Regions from separate parts of the Capra hircus genome. Here region 1 is linked to region 2. Evidence: chromatin contacts called from public Hi-C data. All regions are on one chromosome and are shown on one strand. Each heading gives the region's core, a stretch centred on a gene start, on an enhancer-like site or on the middle of the called end of the contact. The rest is flanking DNA. Distances are from core to core; before and after follow the strand shown.

Region 1 (4,141 bases), core at 1,152-3,651, 59 kb before region 2:
AGTGGACACTGTAAGCTGAAGAGACAGATTAACTGACGCAGTGGTAAGCACAGTAGATGCTATTTGGGGCTTCCCTGGTGGTCCGGGGTAGAGACTCCACACTGCGGACATAGGGGACACAGACTTGATCCCAGATCAGGGAACTAAGACCCCATGCGCCCAGTGGTGCAGCTGAATGAGAAAAACAAAATAAATACATAACGACGGCAATAATTCATTAAAATTTTTTTTAATTGGAGGATAATCGCGTTCCCGCGTTGCGTTGGTTTCTGCCGGTCATCAGCGTGAGTCAGCACAGGCACACTTGTGTCGCCCCCTCCTGAGCCTCCTTCCCAGCCCCACGCCCTCTGCCCTCTCGGCCTTCACCAGGCACGTCTTCACCGGGCACGTGCTGAGTGCTCTCTGCTCTGTAGTAGCTTTCTACTAGCTACCTATTTCACACAAGATCGTGCAGGTAGCCAGTGCTACCCTCTCCATTAAATGGTTTTTAAAAAGAATAATACGTATCATTTGAGACCTTAGTATTATATGTGAGAATCCACCATGGGCTTCCCTGGTGGCTCAGCAGTAAAGACATCCGCCTGCTATGCAGGAAACTGGGGTTCGATCCCTGGCTCAGGAAGACCCCCTGGATAAGGGAATGGCTACCCACTCCAGTATCCTTGCCTGGGAAATCCCATGGACAGAGGAGCCTGGCGGGCTACAGTCAAATACAACTCAGTGACTATAACAGCGACATAGGGGCCATTGGTGACATCAGACAGACGGCATTTACTAACGACTGCCAAACACTCCCAGTAAGCCCCCAGTCCCCTTTTGTCATAGCAAAGCAAATAGGGACCACATCTCTGTCTTTGTTCATTTCAGCCTGACACACTGATGTTGGGCTCCAGCAAGTGAGGGGAGGGGCGGGTAAAGGAGGACGGCACACTTCCTGCCTGTAAGGAAGAGCCGAAAGAAACAGCGTTTCAATACAGGGTGGAGGGCCCTTGACAGAGCAACGGCTATGGAGTTGCTGCAGGGGCATAGAGGCTTTCTAAACCCCTTTCTAAATACAGGAAGAAGCCTGTCCAGCAAAGAGGCCTGGAGGGTCCAGTGGCTTCCACGTCCCTGGGGGTCCAGTGGCTAAGACTCCCCACTCCCGTGCAGGAAGCCAGGGTTTGATCCCCGGTCGCAGAGCTAGATCCCACACGCCACAGCAAGGATCAAAGATCTGCATGTCATAACTAAGACACAGTGCAGCGAAATAAATAACAGCTTAAAAATTTAAGAATAAGAGACACGGGAAGGACACGCCAGGTGGGCATCTCCACATGAAGGGCAGAAGGAGGGAGAGGCAGGGCAGAACCACTAGCTCCCTGGTGTTCCCAGATCACACGGGACGTAGGTTGTTTTCTATAATGGTGCATCTATCCAGCCAAGACCAAAAGCCTTTCCACAGGAAATCACAAGTTTGCATTCTCCGAATGCTGGAGTGGGTTGCCATTTTCTCCTCCAAGGAATCTTCGCGACCAGGGATCCAGCCTGCATCTCTCGAGTCACCGGCATTGGCAAGCGGGCTCTTTACCACTAGCGCCACCTGGGACGACCCCTTCCCAAGTATTTGCTTTCTTCAAACTGTTTGACAGATAAACATAATACAGAAGCAAAAACGTTTATTCACACCCATTGAAATCTTCTCCCTTTTCAAAACCGTTCAAATAAAACGAGTCTTTCCTGTGGAATCTGTTCTACTGATTTAAGAAAAGATCTCTCCTAAAGAAACAAAAGCCATCTTTGATCTGACTTAACAAAAAGATCTAATCAAACAATACAATCTATGAGGAAAAGGGGGGGGAAAAACCAAACTTCTTTGAGCCACATCAAACATATGAAAGAGAAAATACTTCATTTAAATGCTGAAAAGGATCGCAAAACAGCTTGAAATGTAATAACTTCTGCATAATAACTGAGACCACATGTTGATCTGACATGAGTTCCTCAGACACAATTAAAGGTCACTTCATGTACAAGCATCTCATTTCTCACCGAGAGGCTTGAACTGTTCTCGGTGCTTTTGGCCACGGCGGGGCAGGCGCCGTGACCTGGCCCCTTCGGCAAGATGCAGAGAAGAGGAAGGGGCCAGTCCACAAACCCCGGAAGTCTGCAACCGAGCCCCCGGGAAATGGGCACCCTGGATTTGGGCAGTTCCTGCCTTGAAATCCGAGGCGACAAGGACGGGATAAATAGCAGAATTCTTGCTAACTCAGAGCCTGTCTCTCTCCCACGGAAGCCGGCTTTACTCAGAAGCAAACAGACTTGCTTTCTGCTTTGCCCACCTCCACATTCACGGGGGCCCAGGCTCCAAAGACAGAAGTCCGGGCGCTCCCCGGGGGGCAGGGGGTGCCCCGAGCCACCGCGCTGCGCCGCGATGCCTCCCAGCGGCCGGGGGTTCAAGCCGAGACTCGGGGCGGGAGGGCGGGGTGCGTGGAGAGGAACTCCGAAAGCGCTCTCGGCCCGTGGCCTGTCTCTTTCCACCCTCTCCCTTCCAGAAAGGATGCGCCCGCGGAGGACTTCAGTCTTCCCTTCCAAAGGGGAATCACTTCTAGAAAGCTTTTCTCAGAAGGAGAGAGAGACAGATTATTCGGTTGGAAAGAGAAGCAAATCTTAAGAGCAAAACGAGGGAGGATCAAAGGGTCGGTTCGTGTGAACTGAAGACGGGAGCCTTTCCAGGGGGGCAGGACCTTTTCCGATCTCGGGCAAGACATTTTGGAGCCAGTGAGCCAGTGAGGATCAAAACCAAGAAGTGAGTCTGCGTTCCAGAAAGTCACGTGGTCCCTCCCTTTCTTTCTCTCTCTCTCTCTCTCTCTCTCTCTCTCTCTCTGACTTAAAAAGACGTACCGTCTCTGCACACTTTGGGGAAATCCGTGGGTGGGGGAGGCAGAAAATGAGAGCAAGGCGCCCTCAGAAAGCAGCGGGAGTCGCCCCCACCTCCCTGCAAACCCCACCCCCCGCGCCGTTTCCTCCTGCCAGGCGCCTCGGAGACCCCCGCCGACTCACCCCTCTGCTCTCTGTTCCTGGGACCTGGAAGGTCAGCCCCGCATGCGGCAGATGGTCAAGGAAGCCTGGGGTGTTCTCTTTGCAGTTTTCTTATTTGTATCTTTAATTATTCAAGTAAAATCTGAATACATTTTTGTAAAAAAAACCATTCTTCTAAAATTTCCAAGCAAACAACAAACAAACAAAAAACCCACGTTTCTGTTAGCGTTGGAATCATCTGTGGGGCATTTTCCAGTTTTAGCTTCCTGGTCTCCACTCTACCAAGTGCTGGTCTCAATTTGCTCTGAACTTTCCAGATTTTAGAGGTATGGATATTATCTATGAATCTACATGGGAGGAGGGATTAGTGAGCCTGAAAGCAAGGACCTGTGACCAAAAAAAGATCAATCACTGGTTCTTTGCAAAGTTCAATAAAATTAAGACAGTTCATCAGGTATGAGTAAGAGAAATACGAGGGATATTAACAACATATAAACAACATCAAGCATAAAACCAGGCAACTGTATCCAATATCCTATAATAAACCACTTTGGAAAAGAATATGAAAAAGAATATATGTGTAAAACTCACTTTGCTGTGCAGCAGAAATTTATACAACATTATAAGTCAACTATACGTCAAGAAATTTTAAAAAGAACAAAAACATCTAATTACAGGGAGAGAGCAGACTTTTAAAAAATTTAGGCACTGTTATTCATCATTTGGCTTGAAAGTCTACTTCTAAGGAAAAAAACGAATTGCCAAAATTACTCCAGATATTCTATTTATACCCAAAAGTATTATTTTTCCTTACCTGATTGCTGGCTGCTGCTGCTGCTGCTAAGTCGCTTTGTCGGGTCTGACTCTATGCGACCCCGTAGACGGCAGCCCCCCAGTATATGTTCAGTGTCCACTGTAGAAAACTGTGGGGGAACTTGGTTCCTTTTCTCATGGAATTACTCTGTTCTTAGGAGACAAGACAGGTTCAAGTGTATACAATTTCTAATCTAAGAATGAGCTCTTTTAGAATTTAATTTAGCTTTTAGAAGCTTCTGTAGTGGATAAACCATGACATCAGAGAGAGGAATTTTCTCAAGAATCACTGACTTTTAATGCTTTTTTA
Region 2 (4,433 bases), core at 1,403-3,902:
GGCCGGAGTGTGGGGAGGGGGGAGTAACTAACAACCATATGATGTAACTAACAAACCAGTAACTAACAAACCATATGATGCTATTAGGCTCACAAAGTAGCAGCTTTGTGAGGGCATAGGGAAAAGCCCCATTTTTTTTTTTTTGCTCAGAAAATAATTTAGTGGCAACAAGGTCTGAGAGCCGGGAGCCTCACTGTTCTTAGTGAAACGATTATTTGTCAAACATTTTGATTGCTTCCCTGTCCCTGCTGAAATGTTTGGGCTTTTCTTTTTGCTCCGCTTTGACACTCGGAGTTTTAACTATCGGTGCTATTGTGTTTACGGCATTCAAGGTTTCAGAGTTCAAAGGTTATCCATTAACATGGAGAGTGAGGCTGCACTTAGGTGAAGACTCAATTTGGTTTCACTTGTTCGTGTTTCTTTGTTTTGTAGTTCTGCCCAGTCATTTGTTTTGATAAGTTAAATGAAGTTTCTTGTTTAGGAAGAGTGTGTGTCTGTGTTTTGGGATGTGACCATCAAGACTTTAAAAAAATTTTAAAGAATGATATTCATCTTTCCTGAGAAAAGGAACTCTAGTAGGAGAAGTGATGAAGTGATCAATATCAGTGGACTCGAGTGAAAAAAAAGTTCTGGCTTAAGACTCTACTTCTGGCACTGCTAGTTAATTAAGTATGAGTAAGTAATTGGTTCACTTCCTTTTAAAAAAAGACTAACCAGACCATATGTGGGGTTAACAGTTACATATAAAATGGCAGCAGAACATCACACTCGGGCAAGTTCTTCCCCTTTGGCAAGTAATTGTCTCAAATTCCATTTCCTATTTTATTAAGGATTGCATTGCTCACCAGCGGAGCATTTAGGTAGGGCTTTTGGGGGTACTGATTTATTAAATATATACTTAAAGGGCCTTTCTTGACACGTGTTAAGTTTTTCCATTTTGGATACACTGAAGGTCAATTTAAAAAAAACCACTTAGCTATTCGTTTGTGGCGACTTGTATAGCTTTAACTTTTGCATTCGTTTGCATCTTGAGGCAGAGAACTTGGTGGATGTGAATATTGCTTCTGTGGTTCCTCCTTGGGATTTACGTAAACTGGGGTGGGGGTGGAGGGTGGGAATATCCCTGGCCTTCGGAATCATAACCTTTGTGCGTGTGTGTGAACAAATAAAAAGAATAGTTGGGAAACGCTTTCAGTTAAGGGGAGGGAGAAGCCTTATTTTGTTTTTTTGGTCCCCAGCTTCAAGTCTCATTTTACCCATGTGGATTTCTATCAAAGCCAAGATGATTCTTGGAACCTAGGCCAAGTTTAGAAATTTCAAGTTGGAGCAGCGCAAGCTCAGCCCTTTCAGAAAAAGTGACAGTTAAGAGATAGTTTTGTGCAGAAGCACATTTGAGAGACATTTAATCCTCATCTCATGGGCCTTTCCCGTGCCTGAGGAAAACCTGAACGAAACGTGCCCAGCCGCCTCGTGACCCCCCGCGATGGGCGTCAAGGCCCGTCCTGGCCGGGGGCAGCGCCGCGGACGGGCGTCCGGGCACACCTTGCGGGGGCGGGGCGGCGGCACTGCGCCTGCGCGCGGCCCTAGCGGCCCCCGCCCCGCGTACCTGTCACTGAACCGCCGGCGCGCGGGCCGCGTGAGGCCGGATGGCGGGAGCGGGGGGGCGGGGCGGCGAAGGGCGCGCGCGTGCGCTGGCGGCGCGGGGCCCGCGGGAGCGCGCCCGCGCCCACGTCCGGGGGGCGGGGCGGGGGCGCGCCGCGCGCATCACGTGGCCCGGGGGCGGGCCGGTGGGCGGGGCCGGCGGCCGGCGGGGCGGGGCGGGGCGTCGCGGAGCCGCGGGGCCGAGGGCGGGCGCAACAGCTGCTCCGCGAGCACTTTCTGACCCAACAGTCCCCGTGCGCCGGACGCGCCGCGGCCCTGCGGCCCTGGGGACCCCCGCGCCTGCACTGTCCCCGCGCGGACGAGTAGGGGGCGCCCGCGCCTCGGCCCCCCGTGAGCACCCCCGCCCCGCTCACCTTAGCCCCGCGCCCGAGGTGAGCCCGGCCCCCAAATTCTCCGGGCGGGGGTGGGCTGGGGTGGGGGCCGCCGCCTTCGGTCGGGGGGCTCCCCGGTGCGGGGTCCCCAGGCGGTCTCGCCCGCGGGCTCCGGCCCGGCGGGGGACCCCGTGCGGGCGCGGGGCCCGGAGGTGCCGGCACAAAAGGCCGAGGGGGGCTCGCCGTGGCCCCCGCCCCGGCCTCCCCGCCCCTGCTCCCGCGGACCCCGGCCGCCGCAGGTAAAGGGGCGCCGCGCCCCCGAGCCCGCCCCCCACCCCGCCCCTCTCGGGCGCCCCCTCCCCGCCCGGCTGCGCGCGATCCCACCGGCGCGGTGCCGGGGAGCTCCGGGTGTGCACCCCCGGTGTGGCCGTCGCGCTCACTCCGGGGGAACCTCAGCACGGCCGGGGGCGCGGGGGAGCCCGGGGCCCCGCGGGGGTCTCCCATGAAAAGTTGGGTGGCTCCGCCCGGCGGGTCCCCACGCTGGCCTGCCCGGCCATGGGGGGCGGGCGAGCGGGGGGAGGCGGGCCGGCGCGGGGTCCCCGGCGATGGCCCGGGAGGGGCCGGCGCAAGTTGGGAATAGGCGAAACAGTGTGTCCTAACAGGCGTCCCCCGCAGACAATGGCCGGGACCGAGCGCACGGGCCGGCGGAGGGCGCGTCTACCGGGCCGAGGGAGGGGCTTGGCCGCGCCGCCGACCCGGGCGCGCACCCCGGCCAGCCCCCCAGGCGCCCCCAGACCGGTCCCCGGGAGTCCCGGGCTTTTGCCCATCCCAGAGCAGGCGGTGCACCGGGCCGCGTTTCCTGGATGTGTGTGATACGATTTTTTTTTTTTCCCCTTTAATTTTAAAAGATTTTTAAAAAAGCAACTTAAAAAAAGTAACCCTTAAACGTTTTAAGACTGTATCACTCAATTCTAGTGGGACGCGAAAAGCCAGCTGGAAGCAGAACTAGGAACTCTAAAGGGCAGGAGGGATTGAAATGTTAGCCTAAAAGTGTTTCTTTCTTTTTTTTAAAAGGGAAGTTTCTGCCAGGAGGCGCTGAGTGGCGAAACTGCTCAGTTTCAGATGTAGAGCCCTCTTCACTCTTGATTTGGCCCCAAAAGGCGAGCCCCAGGGGGTGGGCAGGGGGCGAGAGGGGAGGGCGCTGCTGGGGGCTCCGGGAGGCTGGATTTGGGAAGGCCCGGGCGGTCTTGCTCGGAAGGGGCCAGACCTGGCCTGCGGGGTGCACAGGCCGGGACCGGCTCCCCGGGGTCGGGATAGATGTCCAGGTCCGGGGTTGGAACCCACGTTTTAGGATTCAGGGTAGGGCCACCGAGGACGGGAAGCCGCATTCTTGGGCGGGTGGGTGGGGGTGGGGTGGGCCGGGGTTGGGGAGGGGAAGTTTTCGAGCAAGGCTTAGTACCAAGAGCAGGAAAAGGCCATCACTGGCCACTTCTGGGCCCCCAAGTAGTCTGTTCACATTTGGAGCAGTGTAAACTTTTCTTTTTGTTGTGTTTTCCAAGAAAAGAATAGTTACTTCAGAGTGTGAGGCTTTGGTGCGCTGGTTCCCCTTTGAAATTCCTTGAGCCTCAATTTATCTTTCTGGATCAGCCTGTAGGCCTTGGAGTGTTGAGCTTGAACATTCCTAATCGTCTCTTGAAGACATGGCGGGTCCAGTGACCCTTTGGCAGGTCTGGGGGCCTGTGACTGAGCCCTGTGCAGGCTAGCTGGTTGCCTAGTTTTCTAGATCGTTTGGGAACATTAAGCTGTATGTTTTAAGAACCCTAGGTCTGATTTAGTTCAGGTTGATTCAATTATGTCTTCATCGCTATTGAGTTGGTTGAATGAGTTGACATGAGATTAAGCTCAACAAAAGAAAAGGCAGGGTAACAGCAGCTGCCTGCCGGGTCTGGCCACTAGGTAGGGGTCTTGAAGGAAGCCTTTCACCTTTTCTTTTGTATTTGTCAAGAAGTACATTTAAAATGTTCCGTACTGTACTCTTCCTCCTCCTGGGATGGATGGACTGCCTTGATTGATTGATATCAAATAAGATTTAAAATACTGAATTTGGTAATACTTTGAGAATGAGTAATAGACCTAGATTTTCCATAAAGTCTTTAGAGCCCTAGTGACAAGTGCAGAGTGGTAACCTAATTGCTTTTTGTCTGAAAAATATAACAGTCAGACCACTAGTTGGTGCTCGCTTAGTTACCGTGTGCAGAGGACTTTTTAAGGTGTGTCCTTAATGGGCTTGACTTTTTCTGAGGAACTCCTGTTTATTTTAGATACTGTTTTGTTTCATATTCTAAAGACTGTAGTGATGTGTGTGTGTGTGTTTAATCCCTGTGTTTTAGTGGAAGTCGACCCCCACCCCAGATTGCTGCCATTTTGAGTCAGTTATATAAGTACTGAAATCAAGAGGCA

What was found. A called contact is a pair of places that touch in the nucleus more often than the background predicts.
Region 1: a contact with region 2 is called in a Hi-C map of blood, with 2.7 times the contacts expected there. The contact joins the enhancer-like site here to the promoter of ZNF217 in region 2. A contact is called at or near these places in 2 of 5 Hi-C or Micro-C datasets (both in blood).

The regions. Positions count from the first base shown.
Region 1 is chr13:80,738,256-80,742,396 of ARS1.2, reverse strand. No RefSeq gene overlaps it. Among named protein-coding and RNA genes, the nearest start is that of ZNF217, 59 kb to the right of the region's middle. Within about 2 kb of position 2,401, at least 4 of the 5 cell types and tissues checked have an H3K27ac peak or open chromatin away from gene starts, as enhancers often do.
Region 2 is chr13:80,679,685-80,684,117 of ARS1.2, reverse strand. It overlaps ZNF217 (zinc finger protein 217), which reads left to right and starts at 2,652. Exons shown (of 8, transcript XM_018056877.1): 1 at 2,652-2,838. The coding sequence starts at 2,652.